3 separate regions of the Zea mays genome follow, and all the other regions are linked to region 1. Evidence: chromatin contacts called from public Hi-C data. All regions are on one chromosome and are shown on one strand. The core of a region is the stretch at or near the end of the contact, and the rest is flanking DNA. Distances in the headings are between cores, read along the strand shown. Region 1 holds the start of LOC103625902 (E3 ubiquitin-protein ligase HOS1). Region 2 holds the start of LOC541772. Region 3 holds the start of LOC541869 (40S ribosomal protein S10, mitochondrial-like).

Evidence for each region. Hi-C and Micro-C count contacts between places; a contact is called where the count stands out from the background.
Region 2: a contact with region 1 is called in a Hi-C map of leaf, with 6 times the contacts expected there. The contact joins the promoter of LOC541772 here to the promoter of LOC103625902 in region 1. A contact is called at or near these places in 5 of 25 Hi-C or Micro-C datasets (bundle sheath, ear, leaf and 1 more) and 1 of 3 datasets of contacts at active chromatin or transcription factors (seedling).
Region 3: a contact with region 1 is called in a Hi-C map of tassel, with 2.3 times the contacts expected there. The contact joins the promoter of LOC541869 here to the promoter of LOC103625902 in region 1. A contact is called at or near these places in 4 of 25 Hi-C or Micro-C datasets (ear, leaf, tassel and 1 more).

Annotation. Positions count from the first base shown.
Region 1 is chr5:8,685,456-8,688,757 of Zm-B73-REFERENCE-NAM-5.0, reverse strand. It overlaps LOC103625902 (E3 ubiquitin-protein ligase HOS1), which reads right to left and starts at 1,327. Exons shown (of 10, transcript XM_008646299.4): 1 at 1,106-1,327; 2 at 1-177. The coding sequence starts at 1,108.
Region 2 is chr5:8,540,181-8,543,593 of Zm-B73-REFERENCE-NAM-5.0, reverse strand. LOC541772 reads left to right here and starts at 1,325. Exons shown (of 21, transcript NM_001348117.1): 1 at 1,325-1,612; 2 at 3,044-3,183; 3 at 3,306-3,360. The coding sequence starts at 1,391.
Region 3 is chr5:8,452,927-8,456,357 of Zm-B73-REFERENCE-NAM-5.0, reverse strand. LOC541869 (40S ribosomal protein S10, mitochondrial-like) reads right to left here and starts at 1,616. Exons shown (of 2, transcript NM_001111537.3): 1 at 1,311-1,616. MIR166f (microRNA MIR166f) reads right to left here and starts at 3,015; the gene lies at 2,938-3,015.

The DNA of each region.
Region 1 (3,302 bases), core at 78-2,577:
GCAGACGTCGCATCTTTGGCTGCATTCAGCACATAATGAGGCATGGCCACATGAGTTAAGCACATGATGCACATAGCGGCCACAGCTACTCAAGTCTCTAGTTGCACGGCAGCGCTCAATTCTGGCCTCCTTGCATAGCTCAATGAGATCAATGGATGCCAACTGCTCCAAAGCATTCTGCCAACGGCCCAACAGAAATAGTCTTTTCAGCAACTAATATCAAAAATTTACTCCATATAGACAACATTTTATCACTTGATTTGAGGCCACATGGGGCTCACTCAAATACCAAAAAAATACTTGTATTTCGTAGCCGCTAAACTATAATTGACGCCATGGAAACTGCTAAATGGGGGGTACAAAAGAAGAAGAAAAAATGCTACAGTTACTTAAGCTCACAGACGAGTTGTGCACGCAGCCGCGCACACACAAACAAAGGTTTGTCATGATTTGAATCTCATACACCTCTAGTCCTCTACTTTCAAGTATGGGCTCTTATGTGCGTATTTCTGTTGGACTGCAGAATAAAGAACATATGGGGTAGGTGCCTTGCCTCCAGAACATAAACTAGCCCCTTCAAACAAGGTTCCGTCCTCCCAAAAGAGAATGAAATGCAGGAACAAAAGAACTTGCTGCATTCAAAAAATCAATTCCTATATAAATTATTTACTCAAAAGTTTAATGAGGGAATGAATAGTATCTTAAAATCCAGGGTGCCCTAGAGCAATTCTACCCTGGCTATCGGAGTTTCACGGGTTAAATTAACGTTTACTCGTTTTGTAGCAAGAATAGAATATTTTTATCTGAACCAAATTGCTACAACCAATTAAATGCCCTGAAATGTGCCGAAATAAAACCCAGACTTCCTGCAGCTAGCAAGCAGCTCATGAGTTTTTTTAGGCAAAAAGAATCAAAGTTAGTAGGTATAATTCATGTATACGCTTCCAAGTAGTTCAGGTCCCATTACAAATAATCAACTAGCTTAGGTTAGGTTTAAACCGAGCAGCAGAAAGTGAATCGAAGGGGCGGGCCAAATAGCTTAGGTTACGCTTTGGGTGCTGCTCGGTTTCGCGCAGCAGGAAGGGAAGAAAAGAGGCGGGCATACCATTTGTTGGGTGCTTGTTGCTGGAGAAGGTGCCGACTAAGACGGACCTGGGTATCTGGCGTAAGGCGGTGGCGGTGGCGGCGCCGGTCGTCGCGCTTAGAGAAAGGGAGGGAGGGAGACTGGGAGAGCACGCGCGGGGAACGAATAACCCAGTGTGGGGCTGGCCGGTCCAAGGGGTACAGCAACGCCGCAACTGCACGGGCCTTCTGCTGGACATGGGCCGTTAATTGTTCAGACATTTTTTGCAGATTTTAATTATTTTTTCCTTCTAGTTTTTTAGGCTAGTTTGAGAAATTCATTTTCCAAAGAAATTCCTATTTTTCAAGAAAAAATAAACTAAATTCTTTTGAAAAATGGAAATCACTTGTAACACCCACTTTGTAATCTGCTAGAAAGAATACCAATAGAGAAAACGATTTCTCCTTATGTGGGTTTAACCTGTGTGCATCATCACCTGTGAACACCATGTCCAAGAACAATTAATAAAAAGATATGCTACTAAATCCTTGCATCATGCTGAATATTTTATTTGTGGTGTGCATTTTGCAACAAGAAAATATTAAAGACCAAAAAGGGAAAATTAAATCCTAAAAGAAATTGTAGAATCTAGAAAAAGAGAAGAAAATAAGAATTTTGGGGATAAAAATAAGTGAATAAAAATATATTGGTCATCCACTCAAAGCTTGAATTTGTACACTTGACACAATGTCGAAATTTGTATTCAAAAATTCAAATTTGAATTCAAAATAGTTAAGAACAAAAGAAAACAAGAAAAGAATAAATAGAAAAGGGAAAAGAGCTTACCTGGGCCAACAAACCTGTTTTCGGCCCACTTCTAATTCCATACCGCGCGGCCCATCTGGCCGGGCTCCCGCACGCGCGCGCCCTTGCGCTCACTGGCAGGTGGGCCAGGGTTGGCGGCGCTCACCGTTGGGTGGACCGAGTCGCTGACCGGCTGGGCCTCCTTGTCAGCGAGTTCTTCTCCACCCGCCGCGACGCAAACGAGACCGAGTCCGTCGCCGGGGAAATAGGTGTGGGCTGTTGCGCCGCGCGCTAACTCCGCATCTCCCTAACTCCACGTCGCCGATTCTTCATAAGCGGACCGAGACCCTCCCCAGCTCGGAACCTCAAGGGTGGTTGCGCGCTAGGTTTGCTTCGCCCGCAGCCGCGAGGAGGGAGAAAGGAAGAGCACCGTCGCCGTCAGGACTCCTCCGCGCCTGCCGTCGGCCGTTGGGCGAATTCGCGGGGTGGGCGGGAGCCTTGGACCCGGGCGCGCGTCTTCATTGCCGAACCGAGCTTCGGGGGTACTCGGAGACCCCGGAATTGCTCATCGACGGACACCATCTCCGCCGCGCCGTGGACAGGGTCTGGCGTGGCATCACCCTGGTAAGATTCCTCCGCCCTGGGCCCGCCACCATCCCAATTTCATTTTGTGCCAACTAATTTAGCAATCGGCGCATCGTGGGGGCGGATTGAGCTACTCCGGTCATGGCGCTTCGCCGTGGTTAGTGCGCTGTCGTGGGCAAGCTCTGACCATGGCGGATTCGTGGGATTTGTGGCACCGGCAAGTTCGCCCTCAGACCCTTTACGCGTAGCACCTAGCCAGACTTGATTCAATGCGCCTGGGCCTCGTGACGCCTGCGCTCCGGCGAGCTCTGCCGCAAGAAGGGGGGCGAGCGCCGCCGTAACCTGTGCTGGGTGAGGGAGAAGGCTGGTGACCGTTTGATCTTTGTTGGATGGCTAGGATTAGGCCGAGCCATACCGAGTCAGGGTGGGGACGTGAGCCGTAGATCCATAATCTGATGGGTGCGAAGCGATCTCGGTTATTTAGATTTTGGACCGTCGGATCCGGATCGTGTGGTCCCGTGCGCGTACCGATTCGCGGATGCCATGACCTAATCTAGTACGTTCGCTTCGAATCGGGCGGCCAGGATTAAAAGGTACCCCTTCGGCCCGGCCTTTTTGCGTAAGAGCCCCCTGGTAATCAGATAATGAACCCACGGTCCATACTGGGCTGTTCTCTGTGTCTGCAGAACGTTTCACCGAGCCCCCTGCGTTTCACATGATTTGAGGCCCGGTCCTGAGATCATTTAATTTGAGTAAATGAAATAGAAAATGGGTTTTTAATATGAAAATAATTGCTAGAACTTCAATAATTCATAGAAAATTCATGCTAACTCCAAATCACTCCATTCCA
Region 2 (3,413 bases), core at 76-2,575, 150 kb after region 1:
GAATGCCCATCATACATCGGAAGCTGAGGTGGCTTATACGATGGGGGCCATGAGATAGCCTGCAGTTCTGTTGCCAAGGGAGAAGCATCGTCAAAAGTAAAGGTACCACGATTAAAATCATCATACCATCCATCATCATCGAACAAGCCTTCTTGATGAAGCTCCCTGTGTTGGGGCCTTCGTTCTTGCTCATCTTGAACAAGATGGCGTACTTCTTCAATGGCTTCGTCAATCTGCCTCTGAAGGTCGGCTAGTTGGGCCATCTTCTCCTTCTTCCTTTGTACTTGTTGATGAAGCATCTCCGTGTTTCTGATTTCTTGGTCCAACTCGTCCTCCTGTGGTGTTGGACTAGTGGCTTTCCTCTTCTGACTTCGGGCCTCTCGAAGAGAAAGGGTTTCTTGATTTGGGTCCAGCGGCAGTAGTGCCGCAGCCCCTGTCACTGAAGCTTTCTTCGGTGGCATGAGGAAGGTCAATGCTTGCCGAAGGTGGTCGAAAAGGATTCACCGGAGGTGGGCGCCAATGTTGGGGACTTGTTTTCAAATGCTATGATTTAAGAACAAGGCAACACAAAAAATAGGTTAATGGTTAATGCCCTTCGTCCTTCGAAGCATTATTTCGCTAAGGATATAACGATCTTCGGACGAAGGTTATGAAGGACATACCTTCGTCATCACAATATGCACTAACGAAAGAAGAAGCGTATAAAGCATGAGAAATAACATGAACAATTATATATTAACATTAGCTCATTTCTATTTTATTATCATGAAAAAATAGAAATGATGTTAAATTACAAATGTACCTTCGGTTTGAAAGAAGGTAAAAGTACAAGCGTGACGCAAAGGCAAAATGACAAGTCAGCGTGAACAGTACGGGACACTGTTCATCTATTTATAGACACGGGACGCAGCCCATGTAAAATTACACTTATGCCCTTTACATTTGCTAATGACCGTATAGTAATCCATCGAGGTCTGAATAGTCTTTTCCCTTTTAAGTCGGTTCCCCTTTCTGATATCACGCCGAAGGTCCCCTGCGCATAGCTTCAGCTCTGCGCCAACCTTTGTACTTCTTCATGTTGTGGTTCTGATCCGAGTCCGAAGATACCTGTTCATGTATTATACTCTAGAAACGTTGTTAAATTATGTTTTTGAGGACCTTCGGAAGACGAAGGCCTCCAACAATTGAAAAGATAGAAAGTGTAAATAACTCTATAAATGATAATTTAGATAGTGAAATTTAGACGTAGCTTGAGATGCTCTTAACCTCTCTTTACGCTTGGAAAGGAAACTTTCCAAAACACCCCTTGGCATTCTCCATCTCCACTCCCACAGCCTCTCTGGTCTCTCCGGCGCCTCGACTGCGAGACCCACCGCGACGCCCCACCGATATGGCGACAGCCGGTGGCGCCGCACCGGCGGCAATGGACGAGAAGGCGCGGCGCACGCGCGACCTCCTTGCTAGCTTCTACAACACCGACCCGTCCGCGGCCGCCGGGGGTGCCGCGGCCCCCGCGTTCCTGGCGCGCCCGTCCCCTACCGCCGCGCCCGCATCGCCCCTCGACTCAATCAACTCCACCTCCTTCGATCCCGACATCTACATGAATGTCCTGGTTCGTGCTTGTGTCTGATCCCCACTTCCTCCATCTTCCTGGTCTCTCAGATCCAGCTCCCTGCTTCTCGGTCGGATAGTATAGTTGGTCTGGACTAATCCCTGAATTTATTAGACTCTTTCTGGAATTGATCTGATTAGTGCACACCACATTTGTGTCGAGATCAACCGAGCCAAATTGTCATATCCTATGATGCTGTTTACTTATTTATGTATTCAAACACAGTCGGTTGTGGAATTTGTGTATATGCTGCTAAAATTTCTGATGTGCGTAACTCATGAAGTTGAGTTTTGATGAAATTTGTTCCTGTATCTTGTGATTATAAATGTAACTTATGTATTTAAACACAGCCAGTTCTGAAATTTGTGTATATGCTGCTAAAATTTCTGATGTGTGTAGATCACGGAGTTGAGTTTTGATGAAATTTGTTCCAGTATATCGTGATTATAAATTTTATTGTGCTCAGGAAATAGAACCCTCAAGAGACGATATCTGAAGCAGAGAGCTACATAATTCTATCAGTTTTTACATAGCTAGCTTGCTGCATCACTACACTGTTGAATTTTCCATGCAAGTCTATTTTTTTAACTAAGTCCTCAATCAAATTTATTTTAACTAGACTGTGTTCAAAAAATTATTTTAACTAGGAGCATTCCCATGCTGCATAAGTATCCTTGGAGTTTGAGATCTTGACACATGACTGATATTTATCAGAAAGATTAAATTTATTGCCATGCTACTTATGTAGTTAGAGTTAGACTACTTGTTACAGTAGCATTACCTTTTTATAGTTTCAGTTTCAGTTTACTCATATAGTTTGCTTATGCTACATAATTAACACTGGTATTACCTTTTTATATTGTCACTTTTCTGTTACGTAGCTTACTGGCATTCAGATAATATGAAATTTAGCATGACCTACCACTCAAATGACCTTTTATGCATATATTTGTTGCGTGGCTTGCCATTTTCACTTGAATGGCTTGAGTTATTCACACTGTTCCATACTTGGATTGCTGCAAATGGTTTTATAAGAAAGTTGAAATGGGTTTGACCCTTTTTCTGTATGGACCTGGGATATTTTTGGTTTGTGCTTTCAACTAACCTTGTTAAATGATTGGCTAGCTGGAACTTTGTTCAATTTTTTTTTCCTAATTACCGCTGACTTGACTAAGGTTTGGTTAAAACAATGTATTCGATGTGATCAAAGGACTATAGGCTTCCCAGAATTTCAGACATTTAAAGAGAGGCTTTTACTGAAAAATTTGCTAGATTTTTTGGGCCCAAACTACATACCTCTAATATGCTATTGCTAGTGTAATATCGTTTGTTGAAAGCGTAAATTAGTATGCCATAATACCATGTTTAGTTTGTTAGTCCTGATACCTAAGAGTAGGATGCTCACTACTTACGTGGTTTACTGGTTTTCAGGTGCAACAATCCAATCTGGAAGGTCTTCTACAAAGGCATGTGAAGATGGCTACTGAGATCAAGAACCTAGACACAGATTTACAGATGCTAGTGTATGAGAATTATAACAAGTTTATTAGTGCAACTGACACTATAAAAAGGTGATGCTATTTCCTTACTGATAGTTCAGACTTCTCCTTCTGTTAATGAGTTCGATGTACTAATGCTATTATTTTCTATAGTTGTAACATGTATTGCTATGTATCTTTGATTTTTTTCACAGGATGAAGACTAACATTGTTGGAATGGAGGCAAATATGGAGCAGCTCCTTACAAAGGTATGCATTATTTCGTTGGTGTATGGTCAACTCATTTTTACATGGTTGAACCA
Region 3 (3,431 bases), core at 367-2,866, 230 kb after region 1:
GAAAACGAAACAGACATGCTACTATTGCTGTGATGTGATCTGAGATGACAGACTAGATCGGGGCCATCTCAATTATCGCATTTTTTAGCTCGGCATTTTGGAAAAATAAAATTGGCGCTAACCTCTACAGATTTTGATACGTAGCAATAGCCTATCACGGCGCTGCCCGGCTTTGGAGACCGGGAAGGGAGGACAAGCCACGAGAGACGACTGGATGAGGGGCTGGGACTTCTGGAGCCGTGGAGAGACGACGGCTGCCGGCGAGGTGGAGGGACGGCGGCGAGGTTGAGGGATGGCGGCTGCTGGCGTCCTGGCGCGTCTGCCGTCAGCGCGTGGGCGACAGGGCGAGGGTGACACCGCAACCTGGCTGGGAATCAGCCGAACAGGAGAAGCCGGAAGCTAGCCTAGCCAACGGCCCAGTGCGTGGGATTTGGGAATCGGAGAGATGGGCAGACAGCAGATGGCTGACGGCTGGGACTGCCACTGGGCCGAGTGGCCGAGGCCTGAATGGGAGGACCCGGGCCTGACTGTGACAGAGTTGAACTGACCTCGGTCTTATTTCTGGAAAAAAAATCGACATAAATAGGGATGACAATTTAATCCGTAAATTCGAAACCCAAAGGATACCTAAATATGCGTATGGGCGAGGCCGCAAGGGACGACGGGTCGACGATGGAGGATTGCTTGGGTGAGGGGCTGCAAGTTGGAACCTGTGCAGAGACGACAGCTGCCGTCGAGGTAGAGGGACGGTGGCTGCTGGTGGTCGCCGTCAGCCCCGTGGATCTAGGGATGGAAAGGGTCGAATTCGGATTGGGTGTAGTAAATATATATTTATGACCATACTTGAGAGGATTACTCATACCTACTCGCGACTATACCCGCATCGTAAAATTTTATACATGTACCTGTCAACCTGTACCCGTCAGCTATCGAGCCAGTATCTGGTACCCCGTCACGTATCGAGAGGGTATTTGATACCCGCCGGTACAGTTTTTACGTGTACAAACAGTGAATGGGTCATGATCCGTATCAGTTAGTCAGTAAACTGAAGTTAGATTCCTTTAGATAGAGGACCAGAGATCTCTACTACTACTGCTACACAAAAGAATGTTTCCATCTTATTGTTACCAGAACGTTGCACACTCGTACAAATCTACCAAAGCAGCGACCTAAGCTATCAATCAGCAGCACACCGACATGTACAAGATCATCGCAATCGTCATCAGTTCATCACACAAGACGCAGGTGATTCGGATTTGGTTTATAGCACATTAGCATCAGGAGTAGCAGCAGCACGCACTGATACTTACAGTTGAGTCGAGGCAGCAGGCAGGGGACGGCGGCGCCGACGGTCCTCGATTCCAGGCGGTGGAGGTGGGGTGGCGTCGGAGGCCCTGGATTCCAGGCGGTGGAGACCGCGTGCAGCTGGAGATGGGGAAGGGTCGAGCCGCCGCGAGCACCGTCGAGGGATAGGGCTGAGCTCCTGTGGCCGAAGGTCCTGGGTGCAGAGCAGACAGCAGAGAGCAGAGAGCACGCCGCCGGGCGCGTGGGTGTGGGGGTGGGTGGGGCCTGAGGAGCCGCGCCGCGTGAGCCAAGAGCCCGAGACTCGGCGACGGCCACTCGGGAGCTCGTGGTCGTGGGCTCATGGCGGCCGGGATTAGGGTTAGAAAATAGATGGGCCGGAAGGGAGTCCGGATGTGTCCTCGGGCTGATTTAGACCTCTTTTGATTAAAGCGGCTAATTGTTAGTCTCTAGTTTTTAGTTTTATTTTTGTTTTGTCAAAAGAAAGACTAAAGTACAGATTGATTGGTTTTAGCCTCTAGTCCTTCAAAGAAAACTTTTTCCACTGGCGCCATACACAGGAACAAGGTAAGGGATATTTAGTGCCTTTAATGTGTTCAGAATCAATTTAATCCATGTAACCAAATAGAGTATCACTAAAGTTTAGTCTCTGGACTAAAGTTTAGTCTTAAGACTAACGGAACCAAACGGGACATGATATATTTCGGATATCCGACGGATATCTAAACCTGCAGGCAAAATTGTCATCGCTACTTCTAGGACATACGTTATCTAGTATTAGGCTATCTTCAGCAGCTCTCCTAACTCATCATTTATTTCAAACTCTATCATGCAAAGAGTGTTGTCTACAGTTTAAAATTGTGTTTTACACAACCATATTCACAATACGCTCGACACATTCTAGAAAACGCACACAACATACAGTGTTTTGTCTCTATGAATTGCCGCTGGCTTTATTCCGAAGCGCCACACGTAATAAGAAAGTCCTTCAGCTTCAACACGTTTCAGCTTCAACACGTACGACGGTCTTTAGTCCTGTTGGTCCTCCCTGTGTCCGTCTTCTAAGACGCCTTCCCTCCCTGTTTGTCCACTCCACACCAGTAGCAGAGTAGCTCTCCGGGCTCCGGCAGCAGCGTCAGCGTTCATGGCAGACACCCGCGGGCAGACTAGATGACTAGATGAGCACTGGATGGAATAGAGAACATCTCTTTCTGAGTCCTCTCTGGGTTCGTCTTCCTCGCTATGCTATTGCACGGTTCAAGTGCATGGGTATCTAATCTAACTACAACAAGACTGCAAGAGTAGTGCATGGTATCTCAACTCAAGTGTGAACCGGACGATCTTCCCTTGCAGGTATTCATCTGCTTGCAGCGGCAATGCTCATCCATCGATGTCCACCCGCCATTGTTCAGACCTCAGACATGTGAAGAAGACGCTGGACAAACAGCATGCAGCGCTGCTCATTTCAAAAAAAAAAAAAACAATCCTTGAGGGACAGCATGCTTACCTGACTTGCTGACGAGAACATGGACGCCTGACCTGCAAGGCTCAGCCTTGGCCGCGCAGGTGTTTGCTGATCAAACCACTGCGCGCACTGGAAGCTCGCGGCTCGCTGCCGTTTCCATGGTGAATCGTGGGGAATGAAGCCTGGTCCGAAGCCGCGGCGGTAGCGCAGCAGCAGCCGTGGCTTGTTCGGACCGGACGTCATTCCCCTCGACAGCCATGAAGCTACCGCAGACTCGACGACGCTGCAGCTGAGCACAACAAACCACCCGGACGGAAGAGGACGTCATGTACGCACGCGCGAAACTGCCATGTCTCGTGTAATGTAGTAAGCACCAAGCGCAACTCCTAAATACGCAGCGGCGGGGGAGGAGGAGGAGGAGGAGGAGGAAGAGGACGCCGAGAGCCGGACGCGACAGCAGAGATCATCAGATGCTATTCTATTTCGCGTCGCTTTCTTTCCGGGCCTGCACGCACAGTCGACAGCGCGATCTGGTACGCGCGCGGCAAAGCGACGGCCCGCGACCCGGCGGTGGATCGTCCGTCCGCTGCTGTGGCTGTGGCGGGGGGGACGGACGTGGCGACGGGTCCGGTCCGGTCCGGCGCCAAAGCGATTCGAGTGGCAA